2 separate regions of the Mus musculus genome follow, and region 2 is linked to region 1. The links are chromatin contacts, called in public Hi-C maps. All regions are on one chromosome and are shown on one strand. The core of a region is the stretch at or near the end of the contact, and the rest is flanking DNA. Distances in the headings are between cores, read along the strand shown.

Evidence for each region. A called contact is a pair of places that touch in the nucleus more often than the background predicts.
Region 2: a contact with region 1 is called in a Hi-C map of cerebellum, with 2.1 times the contacts expected there. The contact joins the promoter of Slc4a4 here to the enhancer-like site in region 1. A contact is called at or near these places in 9 of 39 promoter capture datasets (3T3-L1-derived adipocytes, the HPC-7 cell line, cranial neural crest and 5 more), 1 of 15 datasets of contacts at CTCF or cohesin (the NIH/3T3 cell line), 4 of 484 Hi-C or Micro-C datasets (bone marrow-derived dendritic cells, cerebellum, embryonic fibroblasts and 1 more) and 3 of 115 datasets of contacts at active chromatin or transcription factors (embryonic stem cells and stem cell-derived neural progenitor cells).

The regions. Positions count from the first base shown.
Region 1 is chr5:88,810,522-88,815,390 of GRCm38.p6, forward strand. It overlaps a transcript of Slc4a4 not described here. Among named protein-coding and RNA genes, the nearest start is that of Dck, 48 kb to the left of the region's middle. Within about 2 kb of position 2,945, at least 4 of the 459 cell types and tissues checked have an H3K27ac peak or open chromatin away from gene starts, as enhancers often do. A contact at or near this core is called in cerebellum, where this site is marked.
Region 2 is chr5:88,884,606-88,889,474 of GRCm38.p6, forward strand. It overlaps Slc4a4 (solute carrier family 4 (anion exchanger), member 4), which reads left to right and starts at 2,655. Exons shown (of 27, transcript NM_001359211.1): 1 at 2,655-2,719.

The DNA.
Region 1 (4,869 bases), core at 1,695-4,194:
CCCTGAAATATAGTCTATAAGAATGACTTGAATAATTTCCCCGAAATCCAATACAATTTAAATCAGCCTATTCATATGTCTGTATTAATGGACATGAGGCTTTCATGAGTGTTTACTTAAAGTATCCTGAAATACTTAGCTGGGCATGGTGATGAGTACTTTTAATCCCGTCTCTCAAGAGGCAGAGGGAAGAGGATCTCTGTGAGTTCGAGGCCTTCGGCACAGCAAACCCTAAGCCAGTCAAAGCTGCATAGAGGTACCCTAGGTCAGACACCATAAACAGGCAGACAGACAGACAAACAAAAAAGTTGCCCTAGATGAAAGACTTTTTAGCGAATAGAGGTTTATAAGCACAGACACAGGGAGCAGAGGGGCCATCAGTTGAGGTAGGAGGGCTTTGTAGCTAGAGGGATTAAGTGACTTCATCGTTATTTTTGTAAAGACCATTTCATGCTTTATTTGAGAATATTACTTAGTTAGACAGACACAGATGCTACTGAAAGAGATGACGTTGTATCTTGCTAGTAAAATGCTAGGGATGTGGGTAGACCAACAGGACTTAAAGTGGAATCTCTTCAGAGTGGCTTTCCCCCCAAGCTTGAGAAAAATAGTAACTGGTAGAGATTATTTATTTTGAATAACTCTACTAAGACAAAAAAGCTTCTGTGATAATTGTAGCCAGAGATACAGGAAGAATCGAGGATGCTGAAAATGAGGGAATCCACACAACAGCCTGTTCCCATTGCAGAAAGATTTTCAAAGCTTCTGAAAGCATTAATCCTGCAGATGAACTGAGGGAGCTGTGCTGGGGAAAAGTCCAAATTCTCATGTAGTCAGCAGCAGGCTGTGGCCAGCTCAAGTACTATTCTATGAGTATTCTGGATTTTCATAAGAACACAAGTAAAAAGACACAGACTTTGGGAATCACAGCATATCCTTTCTCCTAATACTAGCTTTTGTTTATTCCTACACATACACAATATGTAGACTTGCTTCTCCTAATTATAATAATACCTGTAGTAAAACTAGGCAACATAAGCTTTCTTTCTTTTTTTAAAAAACTGCATTTATATAGTAGCTATCATGTCTTTGAGGCCTGTATATGGAACAACCCAGTTTGGCAAGAGAAACTTTTATTAAGGGATACAGGGCACAATAAGCATCAACTGAAGTTCTGGCAAGGATATTCCAGATACAATTTCTAGTCAAAGCCTCATTTTAAGTATCAATTATTTTTACAGAGTTAAAATCATCATGGTTGATGGATTTCAGCCAATTTGTATTTTGCTATATTTTAGTAAAAAAAAAATCTCTATATCTTCTTATAGTAAAACTTTCGTTTTGACAAATGTGAACAATGGTTATTTGCATTTATACAGTCAAAACCCCCAATATTAGATTAGTAGAGACATTTATAAACTTTTTTCATTGAGACAGGATCTTTTATAGACCAGGCTAGCCTATAACTCACTATGTAGCCAAGGCTAGCTTTGAACTCCCGATCCTCCTACCTCTGTAAGAGTGCACCACATGTCCAGCACATTTGTAGACTTTCACAAGGAGAGGTTTGCAAGACAAAATTCCCATACTTTTTTAGCAAGAAGTCTTCTATTTTGAAAGACAAAAAAATAAATTTTTCTTCATGTAGAATCTAAATTTCAATCTATATATGTGTACACACACAAACATATATACAAGCATGCATATAAAAGTAGAAAAGAGAGGAAGATATACTTGTGTTTAGAAAGGAGAAGGGGGAGCAAGGAGAGATAACCAAACCTTTGCAATCAATCAGATAAAGAAGACGGAGACCTGGTAAAAGAAGTTTAAGGATGTGGGTTTGTGGAGGGCGGTGCAAGTTAACAACAAAGTATAATGATATGTGTATCGGCAAATGTCATAATTAAACCCATTACTTTGTATGCTAAGAGAAAGTTAAAATGATAACTAAAAATACTTTAATTAATTAAAATTACTGTGACAGGGTCTCACTATGTAGACAGACAGGGTCTGTCCTGGACTCACTATGTTGATCAGGTTGGCTTCAAACTCACAGAGACCCTCTGGCGAGTGCTGGGGTTTAAGGTGTGTGCCACTACACCAAGCCGAAATCCTTGATTTTTAGATCTCTTTCTAGTTAATGGGAATGTGTACACTATACGACATCAGCAACAAAAGCAGCAGAAGCGAGAAAAATAGAATCTAAACCTCAAACCTGGGTGTAGAAGGAGGGAGGGAGGGAGGGAGATCTGGATTTAAGGGTCACCGGTATCACTTTACCACCCAAAGATCGTTATGTGAAGTACATCCCACCATTATTTTTCTTTTCACAGATATCCATTTGTTTTGTGACCTCTGCTGGCTACAAACCTGAGCACAGATGCTTGACCTATTGTGAGTAAGAAAGTCGTCTGTAGTGCAACCCCCCTTTGTCTTTACTTAAGAAAGATATAAACCATAAGCAGATAGGAACAGAAGCAGCGTTTGTTTTCGTAGGCAAGTGTTCTACCCTGGTTCAGAACCTGTAAGCTGTGTCAGTCTCATCTTGTTCATTTAAATTCCCAGTCGCTTTGTGATGGCGGTGGGTACTCAGTAAGTCATCTAGGGTTTCTGAGGATGATTACAGACAGAATAATACAGAGATGCATTTGTGCCTTTTGAGGTTCGGTATAAAACTCTATGTCCCATTCATTATAAGCAGAAATCTATTTGGTCTTACAGTGGCTTATTCCTTGTGCATCTTATCGAAATTCAATCCAAATATGATAGTTTTTAATCTTTAAATAGAAACGAATTGGAGAGGAGTAATGAGACACCATTTGGGATTGTTGGCAATTTTAAATGTTCAAAAACCAAAATCACACAAGCAAGAGAACAGTGAGCCCCATCCTGCTGACTAGATGATCTAGCCAGCAGTTGGTGCTGGCACCAAATTATTAGCCAGACTGGTCAAAAAAAAAAAAAAAAAAAATCACAGGGGCTGGTAACTCTGTCCTCTGTGGAAAGAAGATCTAAACTGTATCTCTATATTTTTAAGGACATGTATTTTTTTTAGTAGATTTTTGATTGTAAGAAAAAAAAATTCAGGGATATGACAAGGAAAGATGAGAGTGGAGCAAAGGCTCGTGAGATGTGGCGGGACTTCTTCCTGTCAGCGTTTGCCGGGAGCTGGGGTATCAAAGTCTGTATTAACAGGATGTCTTAACCTGGTTTGCCTCTATAGATGCTGCTTCACATATTTATGGTTAGAGGAAAAGACTTTAGGAAGAGTGGGTTGGAAAAGGACTCATACTGCTTGTAAGATCTTGTGTGGTGTGGGGATAGCACGCCTAGATCCGTTCCCAGTCATTAAGCAGCGCATGCACCTGTATTGGGCACCACATTATAAACAGGGCACATGGTTTTTATGATGCAGAAAAGGGCTTTCACGGAGGTTTTCATTCAGTTCTACAATGCTATGGTATCCAAGGCTGCTTTTATAGTTTTATAGATGATGTTAATTTCCTAGCCTGACTCTTAACCTTTCGGGGTCTCAGTTCTTAGTACACGTAAGGATTTGTGGTCACAGGACACACTACAATGTTACAGATTCCTGCATGCAGTGTTGTTAACAGCATCCTTGAGTCCTGTTTTATTTTCTAACTTATTTTGCATAGTAAATTTAGGTCATCTGTCCCTCTTTTAGGGACTACAAGAAGCTGGGAGTTCTGTGCTAAAGTTGGCATACAGTTGGTGTAGGAATCCTTATTTTCTCAAGCCAGGTCATCCCTGACCCCCAGAAGTCTTCAGTGAATTTCCTCAGAGCCTACTTTGCATTAATTAGCTTTATAAGGTTGACCTTTGTTTTGCATATAGCCATAAGTGTCGTCAGGATGAAAGTGATTATTGCTTAACAGGGATTTAGGCATTTTCCTCTTCAAGTGTTGTCTAGTATGATCCCATGCGCTGTTTTGAACTTATTGTAAGAGCACAATCATTTCAGAATGCGGTGAACTTCTGTTGAGAAGGGCTTCCCAAATCTTTACGGTGTACTTTTGGAATTTGGAGAACTCGAATGTTTTCTACATGGGGTTGCAAAGCCATTTGGTACTTACTCTATGATGAGATGCAGGTGCCAGCAAACAGCAGGTACAACCTCACATCCTGGAAAAGATCAATGGCAGAGCGCTTGATCACCGAAGAGCAGAAATGAGCTTCAGGGGGGATGATGCTAAAGGCCAGATGGCCCTACAGGGTCTGCCAAGATGCCCAGAGGGCCTAGGATAGCCAAGCCAACAAATGGCCTGTTCTCTGCCTGTTACACAAGCAACATAGGTTATTTTGCAAAAGAGATGACTCCAGGATTAAGCAAAGGTGGGACTTGCAAATTTGCTGCTTCCTAGTCGTGGCTGGACATGAGCTATCTGTGTCTGCTGCCTTTTGTTTATTGGCTCAGTTGTCCATTGACTATGGAGACTTTGTTTGAATGGTGTTTGAAGATTATTGACTGCCCTCCCTTATTCAGTTACTTAGTAGGGGCCGGGGGAGTGCTAGGCACCATGTTACGATTGGATATGTCACAGAGAACAAAGCAAAGCTATCTCTCACCCTCACGTAGTGTGGAAAACTAAAAAAAACAAAACAAAAAACAAACAAACAAACAAAAAACCCAGAATGAGTAGTTATAATAATTCATACAAGGGCTTTAAAAGAAAAGATGACATCGAATTTTATGTTGCCCATAGCAAGGGAAGCTTAATACAACCAAGAAGCCGAGAAGGAAGGGCACTGTAGGCTGTGCTCATGTATAAGGCATATGTATACATACAGAGTAGAAATTTGAGGTGACTTAAGGAAATAGTCCAAGTAACAGAATGGCTTTCTTGTGAT
Region 2 (4,869 bases), core at 1,405-3,904, 74 kb after region 1:
ACAATATATTCCAGGCTGCCTTTGGGCTCACTCTGTAGCCCAGGCTGGCCTGAAGCCCGTCTTCCATGTTGAATTACAGGTATGCTCTACCACACCCAGACTTTTCTGTTTGCTCTTTTCATCCTCAAACTTTGTGAGCCATAGGAGAAAAAGAGCAAATTAATCTTTCTCTGTGTTTATAGGAATCAAAGGTGATAGGGCATATGTTAGGACAAGTTCGGAGGGGGAAAAAAAAACCAAAACCAAAACCAAAAACAAGACGATCAGTATTTATTGTCCTTGCTTGGAATGGCAAAAGCAAAGGTGACCGACCACACACAGAGTTAAAAAAAAGTTAATCATGACCTTTCCAAGGAAAGCACACGAATCTCTATTACTGGACAGTAATCAATAGGAAAGGAAATGGAACATGCCTTTTTAATTGTGGGATCGCAAACACCAAGTGGAGAGTGATAACAGGGCTAGCAGGCTGTCAGCCAAGGCCAATTCTTTTCTCATTAATTTAAGACACATACCAAATTTCACTCCACAGTACTCATTCTCGCCTCCCACCCCCACCCTGCTCACCAGCTCTGTACCCCCTTACAGGGCAAATTCTTGCCAATCTTGATAATAAGGTGCCTCCAGGGGTTACCTATCAATTTGCATGAAGGGCATTTTGACGTATTTTGCAGCCAAGCACATGGGAAATGTGTTTCTTGGACTTTTCCTTTCTCAGACAGTCACTAAAGCTGACTATTCATGGCTGGTTCACGACTATAATGAGAAATTGCCAGCTATGTTGAAATACATAATCCACAGCATGAAAAACTGCTGATCAGCAGTGGCAAATTCTTAATACAAAAGTGATTTCTTTTTTTTGCTCATGAGCTTTGGGGTTGCTGAGTCTTGCTGTGTGTTTAGGAGTGACAGTTACTTTAAACATTAGCCTAGAGACAAAATATAATTGCTCAGGGGGGATTTAAAGATCATGTCTTGTTCCACCTTCACTTCTCAATTGCCCCTATCGCTGCCGTAGGTTTTGTAGAATGTGTGAACATGAACGTAAGCCAGAAATGACAACAGCCAAACACATGACATTAGTGCATTTTAATTTCAGACATTAGGCAACTTGGGGTGGTTCCCAGTGCTTGCTGAGTGTTGAGTAAGGGTTTTATACACACCAGCTTTCCCCAAACACAACCTCTGTATCTGCTTCTCCAACCCCAGGGGAGACACCATGTATCTTCTTTAGTTCTAGATACTGAAGAAAAGGAAAGGAAAGGAAAGGAAAGGAAAGGAAAGGAAAGGAAGAAAAATAGTGATTCTACTATTAACCTATTTTACCTCTACACCCAAAGTCCCCCTTCTCAAGCATCTTATTACCTATGTTAGAAGTGTTGGAAGCAAGAGTTAGTATGTGAAGTGACTTCTCCCGTGCTTATGTATTTGGGTGGCTCAACGGTGACTTTCACATACAAAATGCATGAACAGGAAACACAGACATGCTTGCACCATATGATATGCGGCATAAGCCCATTAAATGGCCACTCTACAGGAGTTTTCAGAACATTAGATAGTGTCTGTGCTGGCAACTGCTCACACCTTAAAGGACTGACGGCAGTCGTACTGGGCTATTGACATAATTGTGATTTGCTTGGCAAGGGGGTATTTAATTAGTTTCATCAGCATAGTAAATATGAAAGATCATTTTGCAAATGTAAGAACCTGGCTTAGATGGCTGAGGGTGTTTCCTTAATTCAGACATAAGCCACCAATGACACTCCTGTGTCCCCCAGACATTCTTTGTCAAAAAAGATGACTGGTGACTTGATATGGGCGCTGACAACACTTTCTTTACCAACACACGCCAAGTTTTGTAGAGTAGCATCCGGAATGATCTGGGCAGGCAACTTCAGGTTCTTCCCATGTGGGGGGACTGAGGCCATCTGGGTGAAAAGTTGAACCTATCTCTGGTTGCGAGAAGCCTGGCAAGGCGAGACTGCGGGGTCGGGGGCCAGATGCCCCCTCCAGCCCCGGGAGGGCGCAGCGTGCTGAGCCCCCGGCGAGGGCGGCGCAGCCAGAGGCCCCTCCCCTCCTCCGAAGCTCGGGCGGCTGACGCGGAGCGGCGGCCGGGAGCCGAGGGGGCCGGGCGGGCGCGAGCGAGGGCAGGGCAGGGGGCCGGCCGTGGCCACTCGCCGCTTTAAATATGGATCGCGGGCTCGCGCTCGCCGCACAGCTTCGGCCGCCTAGCCCATCCCCGAGCCCGGCCTCGGCTGCAGCGTCGGTTCCCGGCAGCCACACAGAGAGCCGGGCGCACACGCGGGAACTGCGGGAGGCAGAGTAGAGCGGAGCCGCCCCGCCGCCGCCGTCCCCTCCCCGAGGCCAGCACCTCTGCTCCGCGTCGCCGATCCCTCCCCGCGGGGCCGACCCTCCCGCGGCCACCCTCGCCCCTCGGCCGCCTCCCCGACGCACAGTGCGCAGCCACCCACCCGGCGCCAAAGTTGCGACCGCTGCCCCGCGCGCTCTGCGACCGGCCGCGCCAACTTCCCAGCCCACGCCGCCCGGGTCCCCGCGCTCCCCCGCCTCCCAGCCCCGGCGGCGCGCGGGGCAGAGCTTAGGTGGCGGCGGCGGCCGAGGTGGCGGCGAAAGCGGCGGCGGCGGCAGCGGCGGCGGCGGCCGCTGCAGCCTCACACTCGGTCGCCAAGCTGGAGGAGCGACGGAAGCCCGACCCCAGGAGGTGAGTGGCCCAAGCGGTGGCAGGGAGGGTCGGCCACGTCCCCATGCCTCGCCCGCGGGGTGGGCACTGGGTGGCAGTCCCGCAGGGCGCGCGGGCGGCCTCGGTGCGTCCAGGGAGGGACGCAGAGAGAGAGAGAGAGAGAGAGAGAGAGAGAGAGAGAGAGAGAGAGAGAGAGGTCAGTGGCGGGCCAGGCATCCCCTGGGCTGGGCGCCGGAGAAGTGTGGACACCGCTGCTGTTGCTGCGGAAAAAGTACTTTTTATTCTGTCTAAGCGTTCAGATGACGACTTTGGGTGGTTCTGTTTTCCCCCTACTGCATAGCCGCCTGCACGTAACCGGGCGTTGTTGCCACGACTGTGGGGCCAGTAGACGCCCGGGCTGGGCTCAAGAGCAGTGACACTGTGTTTCCTTGAGCCCGGGTGGTCGCGGTGTGGCTGGGAACCTGCTTGAGGGGGGACACACCTCCAGATCCTTAAGCTCTGGAGGTTGGGGCAATAGTGCCATCGAGGCCGTGGTCCCTACTTCACTGTCCGCTCCAGGACCGGGCACTTGCATCTCTCCCTGGCACGCCGGAGGCGGGGGTGAGTCAGGCAGATTCTCTGCAAGCGGCACACATTTATTTGCAAGGGGGTGGGGGGAGTCAGAGGTTAAACTGGGATTTCTGTGGGCTGGCGACCGTGGAGCTCTCTCTCAGGTACTGGGCAGCATGTGCATCTTGGCAAGGACAGGTGATTCCTTTCTTAAGTGCATTGCCCTCAGCCTTTGCCAGTCTGTTAAGAACAGCCACCGAGCGACAGCAACTAACTGCAGCGGGCTCCACAAAGAGGAAAGTTCTCCGAGAACAAAAGGGGAAAAGAAAACCCCTCAACTTGGGAAACGCCAAGAAAGCATGTCTGCCTTGGCTCTAGCAAGTAGAGCCCTTCTCGGTTCCCTGTAAAGGTGTAGCTTTGCCTTTCTCCACTCCTAGAGGCCCCACCTTCTCAGCAAGATTGCCTGCAGCAAGTTCTTCCAGTCTGAAGTTCAAGTGCTCAAAGCACCTTTCTCTTCCCCTTGCCACTTAACTTCTCTCTCCCTTTTCACTTCAGTGCTAGACAGACTTGCTCTGGGTGAGAACTCCCCGACGCTGGGCTGCAATAACACAGTCTCGAATCCTGGAAAGGCTCTTTCTTAAGGCGCTGCATCGAACTTCCCTTTCTTAATCAGGGACTTAGGGTTGCGATATTATCTGAATGGAAGTGTGTATTGCTCACTAGTGCCTATACTCACTGTGATTTGAAGAGATTCTCTCTGGCAGCCAGTCCTGTGCTCAGCGGCTCAAAGACTTAAAAATAAATGTTTCTAAGAACCCTGGTCCTTGTGTTTGTCACATTAGCGAAATACTTTCCAGTCATTATTGTACCTTAGACTGGGGCTATTTGTACTTCATTCAAAGGAAGCGTGCCTGCTTTGTAAAGCTTTCATAGCAGAGAAAAACTTTTACTTTCATTTTAAAGTTAAATCTAAACAGGATTCTGATCTCTCACATTAAATGGTGAAATTTAATAGTTTTTACCATATCTCCAGGTATAGGTGAGATGGTACAAAACTCCCATACCTAGGTAGGATAGGAAACTTCTGCTATGAATTCTTGAGGTATAGGGCACATATATGGATGGGGTGAGAGACAGAAAATGGGATATTTTGGTAGTGCCAGGTATATTTGAGAAAGCAGAAAGCCTCATCCCTTTCTGTCTTACAGCATGAAAATGTCAGTATCATTATCTGGTTGAGGACTATTTTTGAAGACATGCAAGGCAGGTGCACTTTTCAGGTGGCCAGAAGTATGCTCAATTTGCTGATGTGTTCCGTTTGGTTCACTTTGTCAACATAAGAGAACTCGCAGTGTATGACAACAAGTGCCATCATTTTAAACGAAGACATTTGGATTTATAGAGATACTGTATAAAAGGAAGACAGGCAACTGTAGTGGAAGGAAAAAAAAATAAAAAATGTGTTGGAAGCCAGGCAACCTTTGGGACATCTCCCAGCACACCCTGGTGGTAATCTCATTTTTCACTGAGCTCTGGCAAGTGCAATTTGAAGATTCTGATCTCTTGTTCTGATAACATGCACGATAGTCTCTAGCTCACAACTTAAAGGAAAACAGCACTTA